Regions from separate parts of the Sus scrofa genome. Here region 1 is linked to region 2. Evidence: chromatin contacts called from public promoter capture Hi-C data. All regions are on one chromosome and are shown on one strand. Each heading gives the region's core, a stretch centred on a gene start, on an enhancer-like site or on the middle of the called end of the contact. The rest is flanking DNA. Distances are from core to core; before and after follow the strand shown.

Evidence for each region. Promoter capture Hi-C pulls out the DNA fragments that hold promoters and counts their contacts.
Region 1: a promoter capture Hi-C map of fetal liver shows a contact between it and region 2, with 3 times the contacts expected there. The contact joins the promoter of ERI2 here to the promoter of LYRM1 in region 2. A contact is called at or near these places in 2 of 5 promoter capture datasets (fetal liver and liver), 4 of 47 Hi-C or Micro-C datasets (embryonic fibroblasts, heart right ventricle, liver and 1 more) and 2 of 2 datasets of contacts at active chromatin or transcription factors (alveolar macrophages and skeletal muscle).

Annotation. Positions count from the first base shown.
Region 1 is chr3:25,237,554-25,241,982 of Sscrofa11.1, forward strand. ERI2 (ERI1 exoribonuclease 2) reads left to right here and starts at 1,345. Exons shown (of 10, transcript XR_002342391.1): 1 at 1,345-1,531; 2 at 3,540-3,607; 3 at 3,695-3,778; 4 at 4,093-4,220. REXO5 (putative RNA exonuclease NEF-sp) reads right to left here and starts at 1,453. Exons shown (of 20, transcript XM_021086509.1): 1 at 1,381-1,453; 2 at 838-982. The coding sequence starts at 978.
Region 2 is chr3:25,150,580-25,155,188 of Sscrofa11.1, forward strand. It overlaps LYRM1 (LYR motif-containing protein 1), which reads right to left and starts at 1,433. Exons shown (of 4, transcript XM_021086518.1): 1 at 1,307-1,433. DCUN1D3 (DCN1-like protein 3) reads left to right here and starts at 922. Exons shown (of 4, transcript XM_021086516.1): 1 at 922-1,109.

The sequences.
Region 1 (4,429 bases), core at 95-2,594, 87 kb after region 2:
CATCCTCTGCTGGTGGTAGTGGGTTAAAGGATCCCAGAGCTGCTTAGTCCGCAGCTGTGGCTCAGATTTAATCCCTGGTTCTGGAACTTCTATAAGCCACAAGTCCAGCCATAATTTAAAAAATTTTTTTTGTTTGTGTTTTAGGGCTGCAGGTGAGGGATATGGAAGTTCCCAGGCTAGGGGTCAAATCAGAACCACAGTTGCCAGCCACATCTGTGAGGTACACAGCAGCTCACCACAATGCCAGATCCTTTAACCCACTGAGCAAGGCCAGGGATGGAACCTGTGTCCCCATGGATCCTAGTCCATTCGTTAACCGCTGAGCCAAGACGGGAACTCCCACAAGTTTTTAAAAATGTTTTCACAGCATTAGTTCCCTTCTAATATACTGTATAACTTATTTATCATATCTATTATTTATCTTCTTTCTCCACCAGCAAGGTAGTGGAGATATTTATTTACTCACTGATGTACCTCAAGTGCCTAGGGCAGTGACCAGTACATGATAGACAAAAGAAATCTGATGACTGAAGGGATGGACCACATATATTTAGCTCTCAATAAATGACAGGGATGATCATCAGCCTTATTATTCCCCTGCTGGAACGTAAACTGCACAAGGGCAGGGAATTTTGTGCTTTTGTGCACTGAGATCTCCCCCGACCCTAGAACAATTCCTGGAACAGAAAAGACTTCAATAAATGTTCGTTGAATGAGCGTTCTTCGCGTGTGCCAGACACGACACCCGTTTTAAACTGCCAACGTCAGCGGGATGGTATTAGGATCTGGGAGCTCCAAACCGCCTCGGGCCGCCCCCTCGGGCTCCCCGTTGCTCACCTTGGCCTCGGGCTGCTGTCTCTCCTCAAGATCCCACCGGGCTCTCATCGCCTCAGCCGCCCCGACCAGCTGGTTCGCGACGCGCCTCCTCTTCTTGCCCCTCTTGGGGGCCCTCCCAGTCCTCTCCCTCTCTGGCTCCATGAAGCTGTGAAGAAAGATCGGTTAGAGCTGAGAAAACCCCGACGCCCCGCCAGTCCGGGCGGCTCCTGCGTGGGGAGCGGCACGGGCTGCGGCAGCCTCCAACCTTCCTCAGATCCTCTCAATTCAGTTTACAGAGCGCTCCCCGCCCGCCGCGCAAAGCGAGGGCGCCAACGGTCTTCCCGGTTTGGCGGCGCAGCGAACTCCGCGGCCCCCAAGCCAAACGGTTTTACTGAGGACGCCGGAGGCCGCGTTCGAAACGGTTCCACAACGCCGCGAACGGCGCCTCTGACCGTTGGAAAAGAGGGGGGTGGGGCTCTGCCTAGCGGCTTCCCCACCAAAAACCACTCCCCACCCCCCTGACCCCCGAAGCCGCTGAACAGCAGCCCTGCGGAGAGCGCACACCGCCGCAGTCGCCGCCTCAGCTTCAGCCAGAGCCGCCGCCTCAGCCGCGCGGGGCTTTTGAATGGACCGGAAGTGGGGGGCAGAGCGACTTCCGGCCGTTGGGCTGCGGCGAGTAGGGAGCTTCGGAAATGGCAACCAAGAAGCTAGCGAGGTATGCGAGGGGCTTCTGCGCGGCCTGGGGCGGGGGGTGTCGCTCCTGGTCCGGCACTGGCGTCCGCGCCAGGGTCCGCAGTGTCAGCCTCCATTCTCTGCAGGTCGGGCGTCTCCGACCTGCTCTCTTCCCGGCTCCGGGCCGAAAGGTTCCCTCCTCTCGAGCTTCAGGCCACCCTCTGCACGAGGGTGGAAGGACCAGGGCTCTCTGTGTGCCCTTGAGTCAGCGTTTGCTTGTTCTAGGCCTCGGGAAACGATTAAGAACGGCCCTCCGGTTCCAAGATCATAGGCAGCCCCACCACACCCGTCAAACTGTTCTCCCTGCCACTAACTAGTGATCTGTTTAGTTCATAATGTAGATCATTTAGGCTTTTTTACTGCTTCTTGGACATGGTGTTCACCTTTCCGTTTCATGGAAGCAGTGCAGTGCATTAGTGGATAGGCATTACACTGCTATCTGAAATAGTTTCAGAGTTGGATGATCTTGGGTTCACATTGGGCAAATTGCTGAATTTGTTTTCTTACCCTTTAAATATAGGTAGCAAAAGTGACTGCCTTATACAGTTGTTGAGGATGAAATGAGTTCACCACCTGTGTTCAGCGCCTACTCTGTAGTAACCAATCAATAGATGTCAGCTGTTCACCACTCAAAAAACTCCAACAGGAGCTGTCTGCCTAGTTAAACTCTGCCTACTCAGCAAAGTAGTTTGTCTCACAGCACTTAAGACCTTAGTAAGCTTGTAAGCAGCTAGGGTACAGGTTCCCTGGAGAAAGAACCAGGTATGGCTTTCTTGACCTAACAGAAGCCATTTTTGACCTGGCCACAGTGCTTGTTCTTAAACAGGTCTCAGTAATTGATGATCTTAAGGGAACAAAAGAATGCAGAAACAAATGACTATTATCAGGCAAGAGAAATAGCAATAGCAAAAATAATATGTCAGTTGTAAAGCCTCCTAGTTCTTTTTCAGTGGTAAAGATCAGCCCAAAGCCCTCAACCACCAGATCAACTGGAACCTAAGGGATGATGATTTTTTTCTGACCCTCTTGACTTTAATCATCTAAAGCTTAGATTCTCCACCATCTAAGCCTCTTTATGAATATGCATGTACCCTTAGTTTAAAACTTCCCCAGTTTTGCTATTTTGAGAAAGATCCCTAGTGCCCTTACTTGCTGCAAGTAATTCTTCCTGTTCCCACTCTTTACCTTGGTTTTGTCTTTTGGCTGAACACCCACCCAGTTTTCAGGTAACAAGTTCATCCCTTTCTGTGGACTTAGCATACAACTTTAAGGATCCTTTATCATATATTACCTTATGGCAGTTTGCCATGGATATCTAGTTTTTTTCGAGATATTTTAAGCTCCCAGAAGGCTGGACCTGCCCTGTCTTCTCACAGTGAGCTGTATACACAGTGAGGACTTGAAAAATGCAAAAACAGAAATAAATTGAGCTTTTCGATACATCTTTACAATCACTTGAGTATGACTCTAAAATAAGAGGAGCAAGGAGTTCACGTTCTGGTGCAGCAGAAACAAATTGAGTAGGATGTGGGTTCTATCACTGGCCTCGCTCAGTGGGTCAGGAATCCAGCATTACCATGAGCTGTGGTGTAGGTCACAGACGAGGCTTGGGTCCCGTGTTGGCAGTGGCAAAGGCTGGCAGCCGTAGCTCTGATTGGACCCCTAGCCCAGGGAACTTCCATATGCCTCTGGTGAGGCCCTAAAAAGGAAAAAATATAAAATCAAATTAAATAAAATAAAGGGAGGAGAAATAATTGTCTTAAGTCTGCAAATATGCACTTTGAAGCCCAAGCAGGTAGAATGACTACTAAAATCAAAAGAGGGTGGCAGTTAGTATAAAAAATCAAAGTCTTGCCCTCAAAATCTAATTCAATTTCAATTATAATACATAAATATATTCATAATGTGGGTTATACCATCAGTTTGTTAGCTTATAAAAAGAAGAGTATGAATGAGTTTGTTGGACATACCTGGATTGTTTACCTTTTTAGGCAGCTTGGATTAATTAGGAGAAAGTCAATTGCACCAGCAAATGGAAATCTGGGAAGAAGCAAATCTAGTAAGTAGTGTCATTAGTTTCTTTATATTCTGTAGCCTTGTGTTTTTAGTACTAATAAAACATTAAGGACACTCTGATCTTTTGTAGAGCAATTGTTTGACTACTTAGTTGTCATTGATTTTGAGTCAACATGTTGGAATGATGGGAAATGCCACCGGAGCCAGGAAATAAGTAAGTCTGAACTGCCAATAGCCAAAGGTAGCACTAGATAAGTTGCTTGAAATTTTATAGCTATAAAACAGTTAACAGTTAGTTTGAGAAAATAAACTTTAGTGGATATGCCCATAACTTTAACAGTTTGATTTATTCCTTGGCATAACTTTATTGAAACCATCATATCATACTGCTTTGGTCATTTTGATATGCTTTACTAAAACAGTCATTGTTCAATAATGCTGTATGATGGCAATATATGTTTAATTTAGAGTGATTGCAGCCTTAATTTAACAATTACATATGCGTCAATTGCTAATTCTTTTGTACAGTTGAATTTCCAGCTGTATTGCTGAACACATCAACTGGAGAGATTGAATCTGAGTTCCACACCTATGTTCAGCCTCAGGAACATCCGATTCTTTCTGAATTTTGCATGGAACTAACAGGCATAAAACAGGTATGTCCTTCTTTTTTCACTTCTCTTCACATCCCTCCCACCCCAACAAAAAACAAGCAAGCAAGATGCAAATATTAAAATTCAGAAAGCAGTTTCAAAAAGAAAATAAAAGCTATATGCCATTTGGAATTAGGTTTATTCACTGTTCAGGAGAAATAATGTTCCCTCCAGAAGTCCATTGGAATCTTTAAAAATTAGAAAGAATGTGT
Region 2 (4,609 bases), core at 183-2,682:
AACGCCTTTTGCACTAAGAAGCTAGTTCTCATTATCTTAGAAAGTATCGGTGTCCTGTCAACCTTCCTCCCTCGCCCTACTAATTTGCCCCTACTAATCTCCCATTGACATTCGGGAATCCAAAGGTTTCAGACATCCCAGATGGTCCCCAAACCAGCATTTTCAGCATTCCCAAACCAGGCTTCCCCTTCCTGGCCCTGGAGCCACTTCCCTTGGCAGGTTCCCCACGCCAGCAGCGGGGACACCGAGCCGCCCTCGCGAGGCTGGGGTCACACAGGCTCGTCTCCTAGCAACGTCGCACCCCCCACCCTCACCCATCCCTGCCCCTTGGGAGCCAACCCCTTCCCCCAGTCTCCCGCGCCAGGAGTCAGCGTCTCCATTCTCTACACTCACTCTGCGTCAGTCCAGCCTTCCCCCACCCACAGAAGCGCCGCAGCCTACGGCAGACTGGGAGGAGGCGGCGCCGGGAGCCCAGCTGAGCCGTGGTCGACAGAGCTTAAGCAGGTCCGGTAGGCCAGGCCAGACCAAACCACCAGACGAACCTCCGTGGGAGCATTCGTACCAGGTCGGGGGTAGGCTAGAGCCTTCCTTAAACGTCACACTCTAGACCACCCTCCACCGTATTCGCAACAATTATAGCCAAGTTCAACCTTTTCTTATTTTTCCTTTCCCCCTTCCGCTCTCCTCTCCCCCGGATTCCAGCCCCCCCCCCGAAAATGGGCCAGTCCATCTCCTCCTAGCCCTCCCTCCGCGTCGCTAGGTCTTTGCCCTTACTTGGCGACGGCTTCGTACGTCTTTGCGTACGTCGTGACGCAACCTGCCCCTCGTTCCCTCCCCGCCCTTCTCCTATTCCGCCTCCCGGAGCGGGCGGCCCGCGGGGTTACCGGAAGTGATGATGCAGGAGGCGATGGAGGGGGCGGGGTTTCGGGGCGGCCGCCGCCGGTGGGCCGCAGATGAAGAGGAGGCGGCGGCAGTGGTGGAAGAAGAGGCGGCGGCGGCGGTGGGGGTAGGGTGCTTGAAGACGCGAGCGGGGATGGTAGGTGGTTTGGACCTGCCGGGCCGCCGTCGTTTCCAGAAAGGGTTTGACTGGAGGAACCTCTGGAGCAGCTGTGAGTTTGGGGGTTGGGGGGTGTATGAGGAAAAGGGGAGGCTTTGGGAGATGAAGGGGCGGGGGTTTGGGTACCTTCGAGAAAGGGGGGTAGAAGGGGAGGAGTGGAAATCGGCGCCTTGTCTGGACTGGTCCCGCTGGAGGAAGACGCTGTGAGGGGGCCCTGTGGCGTGTCAGCCCCAGGCTCAGAAAACTTACCTACTGTCTCTGCCCCTCCACCGCCGGCACCCCCCACCCGCCACCCAAGGCCTGGGGCTCTGGGGGCCGGAGCTGCCCTGGAGGGAGTGCAAACTCTAGTCTTCTGCCCCTGGTAAGTGCAGTGAGGTAGGAGCCCAAGCAGGAGGTGGTGGGTGAATCTCCAGCTCCTCCGCCCTCATTTCCCTCCCCACCCCCATCCTTCTCTTTAATCATTAACAGCCCTGGAATTAAGGGGCTCAGACCTGGAGGCCTTCCTATGCACCTTTGCTGTAAACGATAACCATCTGTGCCTGAGGTAATGGGGCTGGAAGCTTTGCCTGTATCCTGTATAGGAAGTGGGACAGGGTGACAAATGTATTGTTTTTTTCTATTCTCCCCCACCCCCATCCTCCCCCATGCATACCCCTCCTTTCCACTTTAATTCTCCGTGGCTAAGTAGTAATCGTGTTTTTTTCTTTTTCTTTTTCCCTTTCGTCTTGGTACCTTCTTTTGAATTTGGTGTTCTGCTTCTATCCCAGATCTTAACTTCAAGCTTTGTAATACTTCAGTTACAAGCTGTGTCTCTTTGGGAGTACTTCTCAATGCCCGGTCGCTCCCGATTAAGATAAGCATTTTCTCCTAAGAATACTGGAATTCCAAAGCCTTGCAGGGATTCCTGAATGGCATCATAGTCCAGGAATCAAGGTCTCTTCCTCTGAATACTTTATATGTGAGGAATTTAAATGTTGTCAACTCTTTCCAGAATGTTTTGATCTTAGGCTAATTCTGGATTTCTGTGTTTTTCTCCACCCACACTTCATAATGCACTTTGGAGAAGAGAAAACCCCATGTACTTTTTTGTTTCTACAATTTGACAATAGCTCTTTTATCTTTCTCTCCACTTGTGTGTCTGGCACACAAGTCTTCGATGACACATTTGGCTTGTACTGATTTCCATCTTATTTATTTAGCTGAATGTTTGTATATAAGTGGCGTTAAATAAGACATTGTGACTTGTTTAGTTTTGTTTTAAGGAAGAAGGTAAACCAATAAGGGATGTAAAAAAATCATTTGAAAATTGCAAAGAATGATTGAAGAAGAAGATCTCCGTTGATATTCTGTTGGTTTAAGGGGGAAAAAAATGTAGTGCTACTTTAGCCTTTTGTAGGGATTTCAGAGTGAAGTGTGATGATTCCTATTTTGGTGTTGATATTTTCTTTGGAAATCTTTTTTGGATTATAAATTTGGAAATAAATTCTTTGTTGAATCTGGAGCTGTGTTTTCTGAAGAACTTGAAGAGTTGGTGCCCAAATTTTAGGGATCATTTGATTAGAAAAAGTCCATAAATCCTGTTCCTCTGCAACTGAATTTATATGCTTATTGCTAGACAAATTATCATAACATGGGTTCCATTCTACTCATCGGGGCTTTCAAGCCTGATAAAACAGAATATTTAATGCTTTGATTGTACAAGTAATGGCATGTTTAGATGTTTCACAGAAATGTAACAGAAGAAAAAAATGACTACTTTTCTCATTTTAGCTGAATTGGAATCATTGACTAAAAACTCCAAAATTCATTCAATCAACAAACTTTTCTTGACTGGCTACTAATTGCTAGCTATTATTTCAGGCAATGGGTCTGTGAAGGTGAACACAGCAGTAAGGTCCACGCTGCCCTGGAGCTTAGGTTAGAGTGGAGGTGGTGTGGGGACAGATAAATAAGCAAATGAGATTTTGATAAGTGCTGAAGGAAACAAGAGTGATGTGATAGAAAGTGTCTGATTGAGATATAGTCGGAGACCTTTCGGAGGAGGTGACGCTTAAGCTGAGCTTCGAATGAAAAGGAGCCCATTATGCAGAGATAGGGGAGGAGCCTTCCAAGTTCAAGGAGTAGCTAGTGCAGAAACTGTCTGGAGTGAGTTTGGCAAGTTTCAGGGAGGAAAAAAGAGGTAGGCGGAAAGGAGATGAGGGAAGATGGGTTAGGGGAGAGAGGAGAGTGAAAAGATTCTAGGTCAGAGAGGTGGAAATAGGCTCATAAATAGGTAGGCAAAATAAGAGTAAGAAGGAGAAGGAATTGTAAAATGATGCTCCGTTTTAATTCTGTTGCCTTTCCTAGAGTCTTACCACATACTACTTTGAGGGTATACTTGGCCTATTATATTTAAAAAAAAAAAAAAGTCACCCTGCTGAGAGTGGGAGAGGAGGAGGCAGTGGTCATCTGGAACTTTTTTGGCAGATGGATCTCAAGCCATGTGTTAAAAAATCAGTGAGATGAAGTTCCTGTCATGGCTCAGTGGAAATGAATCTGACTAGCATCCATGAGGACACAGGTTCCATCGCTGGCCTTGCTCAGTGGGTTAAGGATCTGGCCTTGCCATGAGCTGTGGTGTAGGTTGCTGATGCGGCTTGGATCTGGCATTGCTGTGGCTGTGGTGTAGGCCGGCAGCTGCAGCTCTGATTCTACCTCTAGCCTGGGAACCTCTGTATGCCATGGGTGCAGCCCTACAAAGACAAAAAAAAAAAAAAAAAAAAAAAAAAAAAAGGGAAGAAAGAATTCAGTGAGATGTTTGAGAGCATGCCTTTTCTTTACAGGATTTTGTCTTATAAACTTTTAAAAATTGCATAATGAGTACCCCAGATGTGTTTTTAGTATATAAATCCTCCTTTGCTTCCAGCTGTGTATGAATTTAGGGTTGAAGGTTGGGCAAGTGGTAATAATATGACCCTGTTGGTCTTCAGAGGTGGTCGTCAGGATCTAAGTTTGAAGTTGTTTTTTCTAGGCGGATTTTATGTTGCAATCTTCCCGCTTTTGTCTGGTCTGCCTGATGACTAATAAATAACACTCAGCTGAGGTGTAGGTTGGTGCTGAAAGTTGACATCATGGATTACATTAGATAAATGACCATTGCGGGCACAGTCCCACTCTGTTGGCATCTCTGGGGCTGGCATATAATCAAGTGATGTAACCTACTTTTGCCTTCTGTTGGGGCCATTCATTTCCAGTGTTAGCTGCTTTGTGGCCTCACCTTGACCAGATTGTCCACTTGAGAGGCCTGGTCAGGACTCCTTGATTTGGCCCTCTTTAGCCATGTCACAGTGGGCCAAAACAGAAAGACTATGCCGTTTTCTTCTTTTGAACTCGGCAACAGTGACTAGTGTGTTCATGGAGTGAATTGGCCCTTTGAACCGGGCAGTTGCGAGACTTAGATGTTGCTTGGGCTATTTGTCGTAAAGTTAGTATTAGAAATGCTAAATGAAACCTTCTAATGTTTGGGAAAAATGAATCAGAAATTGAGTTCTTGCCACCTGTTTTAGTACTTCA